Linked DNA regions of Sus scrofa: regions 1, 2 and 3 are each linked to region 4. The links are chromatin contacts, called in public HiChIP or PLAC-seq maps. All regions are on one chromosome and are shown on one strand. The core of a region is the stretch at or near the end of the contact, and the rest is flanking DNA. Distances in the headings are between cores, read along the strand shown. Region 1 overlaps ARHGEF11 (rho guanine nucleotide exchange factor 11). Region 2 has its middle 160 kb from the start of ETV3. Region 3 overlaps ARHGEF11 (rho guanine nucleotide exchange factor 11). Region 4 has its middle 22 kb from the start of ETV3.

The links. HiChIP or PLAC-seq counts read pairs in DNA pulled down with a chosen protein or histone mark.
Region 1: a contact with region 4 is called in an H3K27ac HiChIP or PLAC-seq map of alveolar macrophages. The contact joins two enhancer-like sites. A contact is called at or near these places in 1 of 47 Hi-C or Micro-C datasets (embryonic fibroblasts) and 1 of 2 datasets of contacts at active chromatin or transcription factors (alveolar macrophages).
Region 2: a contact with region 4 is called in an H3K27ac HiChIP or PLAC-seq map of alveolar macrophages. The contact joins two enhancer-like sites. A contact is called at or near these places in 1 of 47 Hi-C or Micro-C datasets (alveolar macrophages) and 1 of 2 datasets of contacts at active chromatin or transcription factors (alveolar macrophages).
Region 3: an H3K27ac HiChIP or PLAC-seq map of alveolar macrophages shows a contact between it and region 4. The contact joins two enhancer-like sites.

What each region holds. Positions count from the first base shown.
Region 1 is chr4:93,105,399-93,108,133 of Sscrofa11.1, forward strand. It overlaps ARHGEF11 (rho guanine nucleotide exchange factor 11), which reads left to right. Exons shown (of 42, transcript XM_021089647.1): 3 at 270-284; 4 at 615-703; 5 at 2,225-2,323. Among named protein-coding and RNA genes, the nearest start is that of ARHGEF11, 61 kb to the left of the region's middle. Within about 2 kb of position 1,458, at least 2 of the 83 cell types and tissues checked have an H3K27ac peak or open chromatin away from gene starts, as enhancers often do. A contact at or near this core is called in alveolar macrophages, where this site is marked.
Region 2 is chr4:92,801,761-92,804,460 of Sscrofa11.1, forward strand. No RefSeq gene overlaps it. Among named protein-coding and RNA genes, the nearest start is that of ETV3, 160 kb to the right of the region's middle. Within about 2 kb of position 1,366, at least 17 of the 83 cell types and tissues checked have an H3K27ac peak or open chromatin away from gene starts, as enhancers often do. A contact at or near this core is called in alveolar macrophages, where this site is marked.
Region 3 is chr4:93,137,794-93,140,493 of Sscrofa11.1, forward strand. It overlaps ARHGEF11 (rho guanine nucleotide exchange factor 11), which reads left to right. Exons shown (of 42, transcript XM_021089647.1): 21 at 94-238; 22 at 551-650; 23 at 1,427-1,456. Among named protein-coding and RNA genes, the nearest start is that of LRRC71, 37 kb to the right of the region's middle. Within about 2 kb of position 1,253, at least 4 of the 83 cell types and tissues checked have an H3K27ac peak or open chromatin away from gene starts, as enhancers often do. A contact at or near this core is called in alveolar macrophages, where this site is marked.
Region 4 is chr4:92,941,254-92,943,956 of Sscrofa11.1, forward strand. No RefSeq gene overlaps it. Among named protein-coding and RNA genes, the nearest start is that of ETV3, 22 kb to the right of the region's middle. Within about 2 kb of position 1,423, at least 47 of the 83 cell types and tissues checked have an H3K27ac peak or open chromatin away from gene starts, as enhancers often do. A contact at or near this core is called in alveolar macrophages, where this site is marked.

The DNA of each region.
Region 1 (2,735 bases), core at 208-2,707, 160 kb after region 4:
CCAATTACTCAACAGGTAAAGGTGCCAGTTACTCAACTGAAGGCCTCGTTACCCTAGGAGAGGGCCCAAGGGACAAAGCTCAGTGAGGGAGATTGTGCTACAGCCAGTGCAGTGCTCTGCTGTGTCCCTGTGGGCTTCTGTGTGTTTTGACCCACCCTTGCAGTCTCCCCCTCCTTGCAAATCATCGCCTAAAACTAACTAGCTGTTTGTTTTTCTCCTGTCTTTTTCTCGCATTCATTTTCTCTGCTGCCTCCGTTCTGTTCCATCAGCCCCATTGCAGCCTGGTAAGACCCACCAAGCGTGTGTATTTGTGCACACCCTGTTCTTGCTATTGTCTCTTTGTCTCCTGACTCCAGGATGGGCTATTTCCCTTCACGCCTTGCTGGGTATTAAAGAGATCATGCTTGCCCTGCCAGCCTAGGAGTCCAGATAGGTGGTATTGCCAGTGGGGTAGATGTGGCTCATCTCCCACTAGATTGAGCGGGTTACAGGGTGAGAGGGTCAGTCTCTCGTTACCCAAGACCTAGGGCCCCTTTTCACAGAGCTTCCTTCTCCTGCAAGGCTGGTCGCTCTCTGCCCAGTTCACTGATGTGCTTTTCTTGCTCTTTCTCCAGGTTAAGTAGCCTGTCTTTGGGAGATTCAGCACCCGAACGCAAGTCCCCTTCCCACCACCGCCAACCCTCTGACACCTCTGAGACAGCAGGTAAGCACCTTCTCAGGCATTAACACATGGACACAGGCGTGTTAGCCCACATAGATCTGCAGAGCGCAGATGTTAAACAGCTTAACCTTTATATTGAACTCGTATCGTGTTATATGTTTTGTACAAATTGCCCGCTTCAGTCCTTTTATCAATGGTAGAAAGCGGACTTTTATTATCCCTATTTTATAGATGAGGAAGCTGAGACCCAGATGGGTTAAGAAATTTACCAAGTGTGCAAGCTTGTCGGAGACAAAACCAGGACCTGAAACCAGAAGGGGCTTAATTCTAGAACTCGTGCTTTATCCGTTACGGGAAACAGTCACACATATATACCTACATACACGCACGATGTCGCGTACACACCCACAGGGATGGAGACCGTTGGGAGTTACAGTTATTTTTCTTTTTCTTTTTTGCTTTTTAGGGCCGCACCCATGGCATAAGGAAGTTCCCAGGCTAGGGGTCGAATCAGAGCTGTAGCCGCCAGCCTACACCATAGCCACAGCAACGCAGGATCTGAGCCCATCTGCAACCTGCACCACAGCTCAAGGACAATGCTGGATCCCTGACTCACTGAGCGAGGCCAGGGATCAAACCCATATCCTCCCAGACACTGGTCGGATTCGTTTCTGCTGCACCACAACAGGAACTCCTAGCCTTTCTTTCTTTTTTCCTACGGTCTGCATATGGTTGTACATGTGACAGAAGGGGTTTTCTCTTGTCATTTATCCTTCCCTGGATTTGGCAAGGGGCCAGCCCTGAGTCACCCCACATGACTTAGCCAACTTCTCAGAGAGTCAACAAGCACTGGTGTCCCTCCTGCTGAATTCATTGGACATAATTTGATGGAAAACTTCCAGTCTCATTTAGGCTTCAATCACAGGGCTGTTTCTCTGTAATATTAGTTTTTTGTTTTTTGTTTTCTCTTTTTTAATGGCTGCACCTGTGGCATATGGAAGTGCCTAGGCTAGGGATTGAATTGGAGCTGCAGCTGAAGCCTAAGCCACAGCCAACAAATCTGAGCCACATCTGGGGCCAGCGCTGCAGCTTGTGGCAACCCTGAATCCTTAACCCACTGAACGAGGCCAGGGACTGAACCTGCATCCTCATAGAGACAATGTCAGTAGATTCCTAACCTGCTGAGCCACAGTGGGAACTCCCTGTGATATTAGTCTTCAGCCTGGAGTTGGCTATGCTCCTTCTTTGGTCAGTCTCATCCAAACAGACCTAAAAAAACAGACACACAAGAGAGACAGACATCTCAGCGCCTCAGAGAAGGGAATTTCTTGTATAGAATACAAAGTTGATGAGAGGGTTTTGTCGATCACTGAGAAAAGCATGCAGTGCAGTAGTGTGTTTGGACAGGATAGATAGGTCTGGGGAATCTGGTTCAGTCTGGAAAGGCTTCTTGGAAGAAGAAACGCACCGGGTTTTTCCTGGGTTGGTCTTGGCTCGTGTGCACTAACTTTGCAATGACAGTTCCTACCCAACCCCTTCTTTCTCCTTCTTACCTCTCACCAGGTCTTGTTCAACGCTGTGTCATCATCCAAAAGGACCAGCATGGCTTTGGCTTCACAGTCAGTGGGGATCGCATCGTTCTGGTGCAGTCTGTGCGGCCCGGTGAGTGTTGTGTCCCTGCCACCTGTGTTCGTACAAAGCCATCATGTGTGTGACAGTGCCGTAGGCTCAGAGAACTTGTGTGTGCTTTCCCTACAGGCCCGGGCGTCCTGGGGCATAAATGAATTACTCTAGAACTGGTTCCACAGGGTGTCTCAGGAGGTCTCCACAATGCTGAGCCTCCAGGCAGAATTTCAGGCTCACAGGAGGCTTGTTTCCCCTGTGGAAAGTGTGAAACTGCCAGAATAGCCCTCAGGTCATCAGGCAGGCACCTGATTGCCCTCCAGGGGAGCCCTTCTTCCTGGGTCAGAAGATGCTGTGGAGAAATCCAAGACCCCCTCTTCACACTCACCTTCACGTGACCTTGCTCAGTGCGCTGTGGTGGTCACGTTGGTGCTCACAGTTGTTCACAGTT
Region 2 (2,700 bases), core at 116-2,615, 140 kb before region 4:
GCCTTGTCTTCGACCTACACCACAGCTCATGGCAACGCTGGATCCTTAACCCACTGAGTGAGATCAGGAATCAAACCCACATCCTCGTGCTTACTAGTCAGGTTCGTTACTGCTGAGCCACAATGGGAACTCCCATTTGTCTAAATTTTTAATCATATGTATATTACGTGATCTTTGTCATCAGGATTATTTTCCAAAAAGAACATAAGGAAAACTGGTTTGTGTCACAATTTTTTTTTTGAAAATTAAAATAATAAAATGTTAGACTGTCTTCAAATAGGTGTTATTTAATGAATATTTATGTTAGGCACTGAGTGATACATTATTTTGTTTGAGCTTTGCTGTAACTTGATGAGCTCTGTCCTGTTAACAACCTCATTGGGCTCATGAGAAATTGGAGGTTCAGGGAGGCTGGGTGACACCCTCAGGGTCACACAACAGGGAAGGCAGGTGCCCAGCTGTGAGCACTCAAGATGAGAACCAGGCAGAAAACGCCTGGTACAAGTTCCAAAGTGCTATACATCCTTCCTCTCAGGCTGTTTCCAAACTGCTCAGAGAAGCAGGAAGGAGACTATCAACATTCTGCAGAAATAAACAACAAAACAAAAACCTGAGCTCAGAGAGGCAAAGGAGTGAGGATGGAAAGGGAGACAGAGACCTAATTGGGAAAGCAGGGTTTGCCGCTGACTTGGGGTCTTCTCACCATCCTTCAAAGCCGACTCCACTTCCAAGTATCAGAATAGCCTCTCCAGAGCTGGGTGTTTCCCCCCTCCTCCCCAAATGAACCCCAGCCCCAGGAAAACCCCTGAGTCTCATCTCCCACCCACACCCCAAGCAATCCACCTTCACTTCTCAGAGTCTTGTCTTAAGGGGCAGGGCACAGCCTCCCCTTCTCTGAGGCTGTTCCACCTAAGAAGTTTCTTATCTGGATCAAGAGCTCAGATCTGAGACATAGAATCCTCAAGGGTCCCCCTTTCCCAATGGTATCCCCTTCACTTCTAGTCCTGTACCACCTCCCACGTGGAACCAAATCACAGCCTAGAGTATTTCGTGCCATCGTAATCACAAACATGGACTCTCCTCCATGGGAATCCACTGTTGACTTCCGACCTGGGCTCATATTGCCCAGGGACTTGGCCACTAATTGCTAAATCCTGGACCATGTCTTTACATCTGAACTGATGCTCTACCAATCAACCTGCCACCCCCTCCTGGATCTAGTTCCAACCACACCTGTTGTCCCTGTGGTCAGTGTTAAGGTCTGAATATTTTGTCCCCACAAAATTTCTGTGTGAAAGTCCTAACCCCAAATGTAGCGGTATTAGGAGGTGGTTACTTTCAGGTGAGGTCGTGAAGATAGAGCCCCATGATGGTATTAGTGCCCTTAAAGGAGAGGAAGAGATACGAGAGCATTCCTTCCTCACTCTGTAAGGAGACAACAGGGAGACAGCAAGCAGGAAGAGAGCCCTCACCAGGAAGTGACACAGACGAGACTTGATCTTGGACTTCACAAACTCCAGAATAAGAAAATAAATCCCTGTTGTTTAAGCCATCCAATCTATGGTATTTTGTAAGAAAAGCTCTGAGAAGACCAAGGCAATCTGGGAGAGAAAAGAGAAAGACTTCACCACCCACCAGCACCACCCGCAACCAGCATCTAAGCCTCCCTTCAAAACATCCTCCTTCTCTGCCCACCAGCAGCACCTGGGCACTAGTGCCACCTGGTGGCTGAAGACCAAACTGTCATAGATTTCCTGGAAGGGTGTCTTCCAACATAAGGTCACCATTCAAAAAACACGCACATGCCGTGAGTGCCTACTGTGTGCAGCACCATTGGGATGTAAAGGTAGGAGACAAAGTCATTGTCCTGAAGGAACCCAAACTATAGTGGGAAGATAGAAGCAGAAGTCATTTCAGTGCAGGTTGTATGTGCTACAATACAGAGGCCCTTAAGAAGCATTTTCTTTCATCAAGAAGAACAGAACAGAACATGTGAAAACTGAAATAAAGCAAGAAGACACCTTGGAGAAGGAGCTCAGGATGACCTGCAGGGTACAGGTAGAGCACACACGGCCAGCAGGAGGGGAGGGGCTGCAGGAATAGGATAAGATGTAGCTTAGGCGCCTACGGCCAGGGTCTCTTCCTGATGGAGCCCAAGGCAGGTGTAAGCTGAAGACCAGTCCAGCGTGATGTAAGATTCAGGCTCCTGAGTCTGCGTGTGAGTGCTCTAGGGATGTTAGACATGGCGAAAGCCTTGGAGTTAATTTAAAAAGAGCAAAAATAAGCTTCTCATACATAGAATTTTACCAAGAGCATGATAGTGCAAGGCAGAAGGACAAAATGAGTAGAAGTGAGCCCATTGCCTGCCTAGGTTGTCTCCAGGTCACTCCTCACATGTATCTAGAGATTCATGTAAAGTTGGGGTGGGGGGGTCTCTGCATTGGGGAGGGAAGCAAACAGGACTGAGAAGGAAAGAGATGACTCCTTCCATGACCGCTTCTGGTCAGATGACTCTGGGTCCAGAGGGTTGATGTAAACAGGGGGCTGGGGGGTGGGGGGAGTCACGTGGCCAGGCCCTAAGAGGGTGGATTATGATATGACAACAGGAGTCTGAAGCTGAGGGTGATGAGCAGAGTCAGCAGCAGTGAGTTCCTGGTAAACCAACCACTCAGACCAAGACTGCCAGCCAGGGTTGGGGGC
Region 3 (2,700 bases), core at 3-2,502, 200 kb after region 4:
TCTTCGCCACCCACCGGGTGGTGGCGAGATTTTGTGCAGCAGAGTTCGGGCTCTGCCACCTGCTGAGCTTTCTCACCCCCGTTCCTCTCGCAGTGCCCCCATGGACTTCGCCCTCAACACCTACATGAGCCATGCGGGGATCCGCCTTCGAGAAACACGACCTTCCAACGCAGCTGAAAAGGCCCAGTCTGCTCCTGACAAGGACAAGTGGCTACCCTTCTTCCCGAAGACCAAGAAGGTGACAGAGCTGCCCCAGAAAGCAGCCATCTCTGGGTGTGGCCCCCTGCATCTCTGGGTGTGGCCCCCTGCACTGAGGCAAACTGGGGTCTAGCTGCCTTTGGACGTGGAGTCATTGAGAATCCCCAGGCTAGAGCCATGCTCTCCCTTCCTCCAGCCCCAGGCCAGAAGCACATGTGCTGGTCCTGGGTACAGGCATGAGTCTGTCTTCCAGTTACTTGTTTAGGGCCCGTCATTGGGGCAGTGACAGGGGGATCCATGGCCAAGTTAGGGTACTGGGACCTTCTCCAAACCCTAGCGTCTTTTGTCTCAGCAGAGCAGCAATTCCAAGAAAGAAAAGGATGCCTTGGAGGACAAGAAGCGAAACCCAATCCTCAAGTACATCGGGAAGCCCAAAGGCTCTTCCCAGAGCAGTGAGTATTTGGGGAGAAGGCACTGGGCGGGGATCCCAGCTCCTTCACAGGCCAATTCATGGGCAGAGGGTCTTCCTGTGCATCTGGGAGCCACAGGCCCAGACTCCGAGATCGCAGCCTGCCCTCAGCGCTCCTGTCTTCTCCCTTCGCCACCCCCAGCACAGGCGCCTGAGGTACAGGTAACTGCTGCAGAGCCAAGGAGGCCGAGCCAGTCCATGGGTCTAGAAACTCAAAGCCGGTTGTAGGTACTGAGCAGCCATGAAGAGGAACTTTCCCCCTGGGCAAGATTGCCCTATTGACAGTCAGTGCCTGCTTCGCCTTCATCCCTGGGATTGGTCTGTCCTGAGGGCCTGTGTGTTAGGATGGGCCCTTGATAGTGAGTTTCAATTACTGTTTAGCAGAATTAGGTAGAAAGGGGGCAGGTTGGGGCCCCAGAGGTTCCCCTCATGCCATTGGTAACCAGACCTCCATTGAGCTTGTCACCCATTCTTCCCAGCTGTGTGTCATCTCTGAACGTTGCTGCTGGCCCTCCCAGTCACTATCTTAAGACCCCAGAATTAGTGTTGGGAACCCGGGAAGGGCGATGGCCCGGGGCCAGCTGCCTTTCCGGAAATTGCTGCCTTGGAGGAAGTGGGGGAAGGCGGGGACTCGCTAGCTCAGCCCTGATTTTTGCCACTACCTTTCATTTTCCTGCTTGATATAATTTTTATTTTGACTCTTGAAACATTAATTCGACTTTTCATGGTTTACTTTTGTTTTTGTTTGTTTTCTTTTAGCATTTCATATTCCCTTGTCCCCTGTGGAAGGTAAAAGGACCATTTTCTTTGGGTTTTTCTTTGCATTAGCATTGAGTTTCCATTTCCCAAGTCCTGTCTGCCCTTCTCCTCTCCTTCTTCGTCTCCTCCTGCCCTGGCTCTCCTTCTTCCTTCCCTTTCCTCACCCCATTGCTCTTATATGCACCTCCATTGCTGTAGAAGCTCCCTGTGGCACAAAGCCCTGCCCAGGGGTTCCTGTCCTCACGCTGGGCACAGGATTCTGCCTGCCTGATGCAGGGTGGGTGGGGCTGGGGCGCTGCCCCCCAGGAGCAGCTCCTCTAGGTGCCTGCAGAGACCAGCTTCTGGGCCCTCAGAGACTGTTCCATGGCCTGAGGCCTTTCTCCCTCATTGTCACCTTTCCATGGATGGGGCTCCAAAATCCAGGGCTCTGTGTCAGTGAGGAAAACCCTCACATGTTGAAATGTCCCATACGAATTCCTCAGATTTTGTTTTCAATTGAAAAAATTATAAAAATCCTTATTTTTGAATGTTATGTGAGGGGTTTTTTTGGTTTTGTTTTGTTTAGTTAATAATGAGCCTTTAACAGTTTTGCTTTGGGGTATTTTAATTTCTGTCATCTCCTTTACTTAAGCCCTTCACTGTAGCACCTCTGTCTCTTTAGACTCCTAACTTTGCAACAGTTAAAAACAATGACCCTAACCCATGTATGTTAGAGGACCTGATATCTTCTAGAATCTGTGTATTAAAAATAAATATATAGGAAGTTCCTGTTGTGGGAACAAACCTCAGCAGGAACAAACCTGACTAGTATCCATGATGATGCAGATTCGATCCCTGCCCCACTCAGTGGGTTAAGGATCCGGCATTGCCTTGAGCTGTGGTGTAGGTCGCAGATGTGTCTTGGATCCTGGCTTGCTATGGGGCTATGGCTTAGGCTGGCAGCTGGAGCTCTGATTTGACTCCCTAGCCTGGGAACTTCCATATGCCTCAGGTGCAGCCCTAAAAAGCAAAATATATATATATATATGTACTATATATTATATGTATATATATATATATACATATAATAGATAGTAACCCAAAAAGGCTTATTAGCACTTAGAACTAGACAGGTTTATTTCCCATCAACAAGGTCCATATGCATACAATTAAGTGATTAATATATTCTAGGTTCTGTAGTAAATCAAGAGGAGAGATAGCAGTGAGATGCAATTAGGAAGTTAATCTTTGCTAGAATTCATTTCATATAAAGTGACGAAAATAATGGTTTTCAA
Region 4 (2,703 bases), core at 173-2,672:
TCTTAGAATCTCAGGTGCCTGAGCCAGAAGGGGCCTCAAAGACTGGGTGGTAACCCACCACTTGCTGGACCACTGAGAAAATGAGGTGGACAGGGTGAGTGGGCATTGGAATAGAACTTGGTTCCTGTACAGTTCTCAAGCCCAACTCTTTCTAGTGCAGACCTTGCCTGGGTCTTGTGCAGGGCTGTGCTCTCCGCTCCATCTCCAAATGTCCAGGAAAGACCGCCCAGGTGGCCACAGCCGCAGAACCTGGCTCTGGGTGGCTGCAGCTGCAACACTATCCACCAGGGGGCGATGGCCTAGCGTTTTCCTCCATCCTTGGAAACTCCCAGATCTTGGCTCCCCAGGGCCGCCCAACCCGGCTGACACCAACCCCAGCCTGCACAGTGGCTCTTTCCCACACATGTTTGCCCTCTTGTTATAGCTCTCTCTCTCTTCCTTCCTCTGTCTCTCTGTCTCTGTTTCTCTCTCCCTCTCTCTCTCTGTCTCTGTTTCTCTCTGTGTCTCTGTCTCTCTTTCTCTGTCTCTCTCTCTCTGTCCTCTGCCAAAGCTGAAGTCGGGTGGGACAGCCCAGCCCCAAGAGCTCTGAAAGGGCCCCCACCCGGGTTTGGAGGGTGGAGGAGTGGGAGGTGGGGGGGGGCCCTGAGGGCGGGGGGGCGGGGGTGCAGAATGTGCACAGTCACAGTGTTGTCTGCCCTGCTCCCCGTGGGCCGGCTCTTGCTCTTTCCCTGTTGTGTTTGCTGCTGAGGGGGTCCCCAGGGGCTCATTTGGAGCCAGGGAACAGGGCAACCAGGGAGTATGGGCAGAGGCGAGATTGGGAGAGGAGAGGGAGACCTTAACCCCCGCTCAGAGCCACTGGGAAAGGAGGCAGGTCCCCCACGGCCCCACTCGCAGGGTTTATCACCTTCCAGCTGCAGCAGCCCTGGAGAGGGCAAAATTGAGGCATCAGCAGAAATGATTCCAGGTTCCCTCCTTTCCTGCCCCCAATCCCTGGATGTGTCAGCATGAGATGGGTGGACCCTGCACACTCGCCCACTCTGCTCTGGGCCACATGGGGTCCTGCAGGGCTGGGGAGGGCGGTGCTGCTGCGGCCCCTTATCGGGGCTCCGTGCCCAGGCCACATCCACCTGGCATACACGCATCAGGGAGAGGAGACGACCACACGGCCCCCACCCCACTGCCCCAGGAGCCAAGGGACAGGGAAGGCCAGGATGGGGTGTGCAGGTGGGGTGAGCCCCCAGGCTCTCTCAGCCACAGCATCCAGCGCCTCCCTGGCCCTCTTGGCCCTCCTCTCACACTGCTGTCTGGGCCTCTGAGGCCTAAACCCCCAAACCTGAATAGCAGAGGTCAGTGGGAGTCCCCAGCTGACCAGGGAAAGAGGCTCCTCCCCTGAACTTTGGTCATGCTTAGCAGCTGGCTGGGAGCCAAGAATAAGGTTTCCCCTCTCTCTCCCAGGCCGACTTCCTGCTGGCCGGAGGCCGGGGAAATCCCAGAAACTGAGCTTCCCCTCCCGCCAGGACTGTCAGCCCCGCCAGGACTCCCAGCCCCGCCAGGACTCCCAACCCCGCCAGGACTCCCAACCCCACCAGGCCAGGCCAGGCCAGGTTGCTGCAGAGCCCTCGGGACAGCAGAGGGGATGGGCATGCCAAGGAGGGGGGCTGGGAAGACACCAGGGAGCAGGGCCCAAGCCCTAGAGGGAGAGAGGTGACCTCGTTCAACCTCAGGAAGTGAAGACTTCGTGGGTAGCAGGTTTATCACTGCCGTTCTGCTCAGGGGAGAGGGTGAGGGCTGGGGGCACAGTGGAGGGAGCGGGCTGGGGGCCGGGAGACACAGACGGCACCTCCGCAGGACCAGGAGGAAGGAATCGTGATGGGCTGAGGGGAGGGAGGAGACCGCTGGCAAAGCCCCCTCTCCCCCACACGCTGGGACGTGGTGGTCCCGCCTCCCCACAGTCTGCTGGGGTGGAAAGCTGGGGAAAGCAAAAGAGGGAGTGAGAGTGAGGGGTGTCCACGTGGCAGAAAGCAAAGCCTCCGCAGGAGAGAAGGCAGCGAGCATGGGATGGTGCTGGGCATTAGAAGAGTTATTCTTGTCCTGTCTCCCTAGAGATCTCGTTCCGAGCCCCCTCACAACAGCTGTGATGTGTCTCTTCTCCAGCACTCCCGCTGACGGCTTAGGGGACCGGGTCCAGAATCCCAGCCAAGGACGGGAAGCCTCCTCTTTCCTCAGTGAGCACCCCCACCCCACATTCTGTCTCCCTCTTTGCAGCTAGCTGCCCTTCCTGACCAAGGCTGAGCCTCCTCCTCCTCCTCCTCCTCCTCCTCCAGGAAGCTCTCCTAGACGGACCTCTCCCCACCCCCTCACTCCAGGGCTCCTCATCGCCGCCACAATGACCAGACACCCTTTTCTCTTCTGGGTGCTGAAAGGTGGCTGTGTAAGTGTTCTAAGCACTGTGGTTTCCTGGGTGTGTCTCAGGTCTCCCATTAGTAACAAGTCCAGGGCAGGGACTTTGACGTCAGGTCACAAGCCAGTCCGTGTGGAGAGGGGGTGGGGGAGCTGCCAGTGGATTTTTCACAGCACGGAATCCTAGTTCCAGTGTCCTCATGCCTCTATCACCACCTGCCTAAACCTGACCTTTGCATCTCCTCTTCCACTTTCTTTTCAACCCCAAGCCATCCAATCTCCCAACTTCCTGTTCTCGGCCAG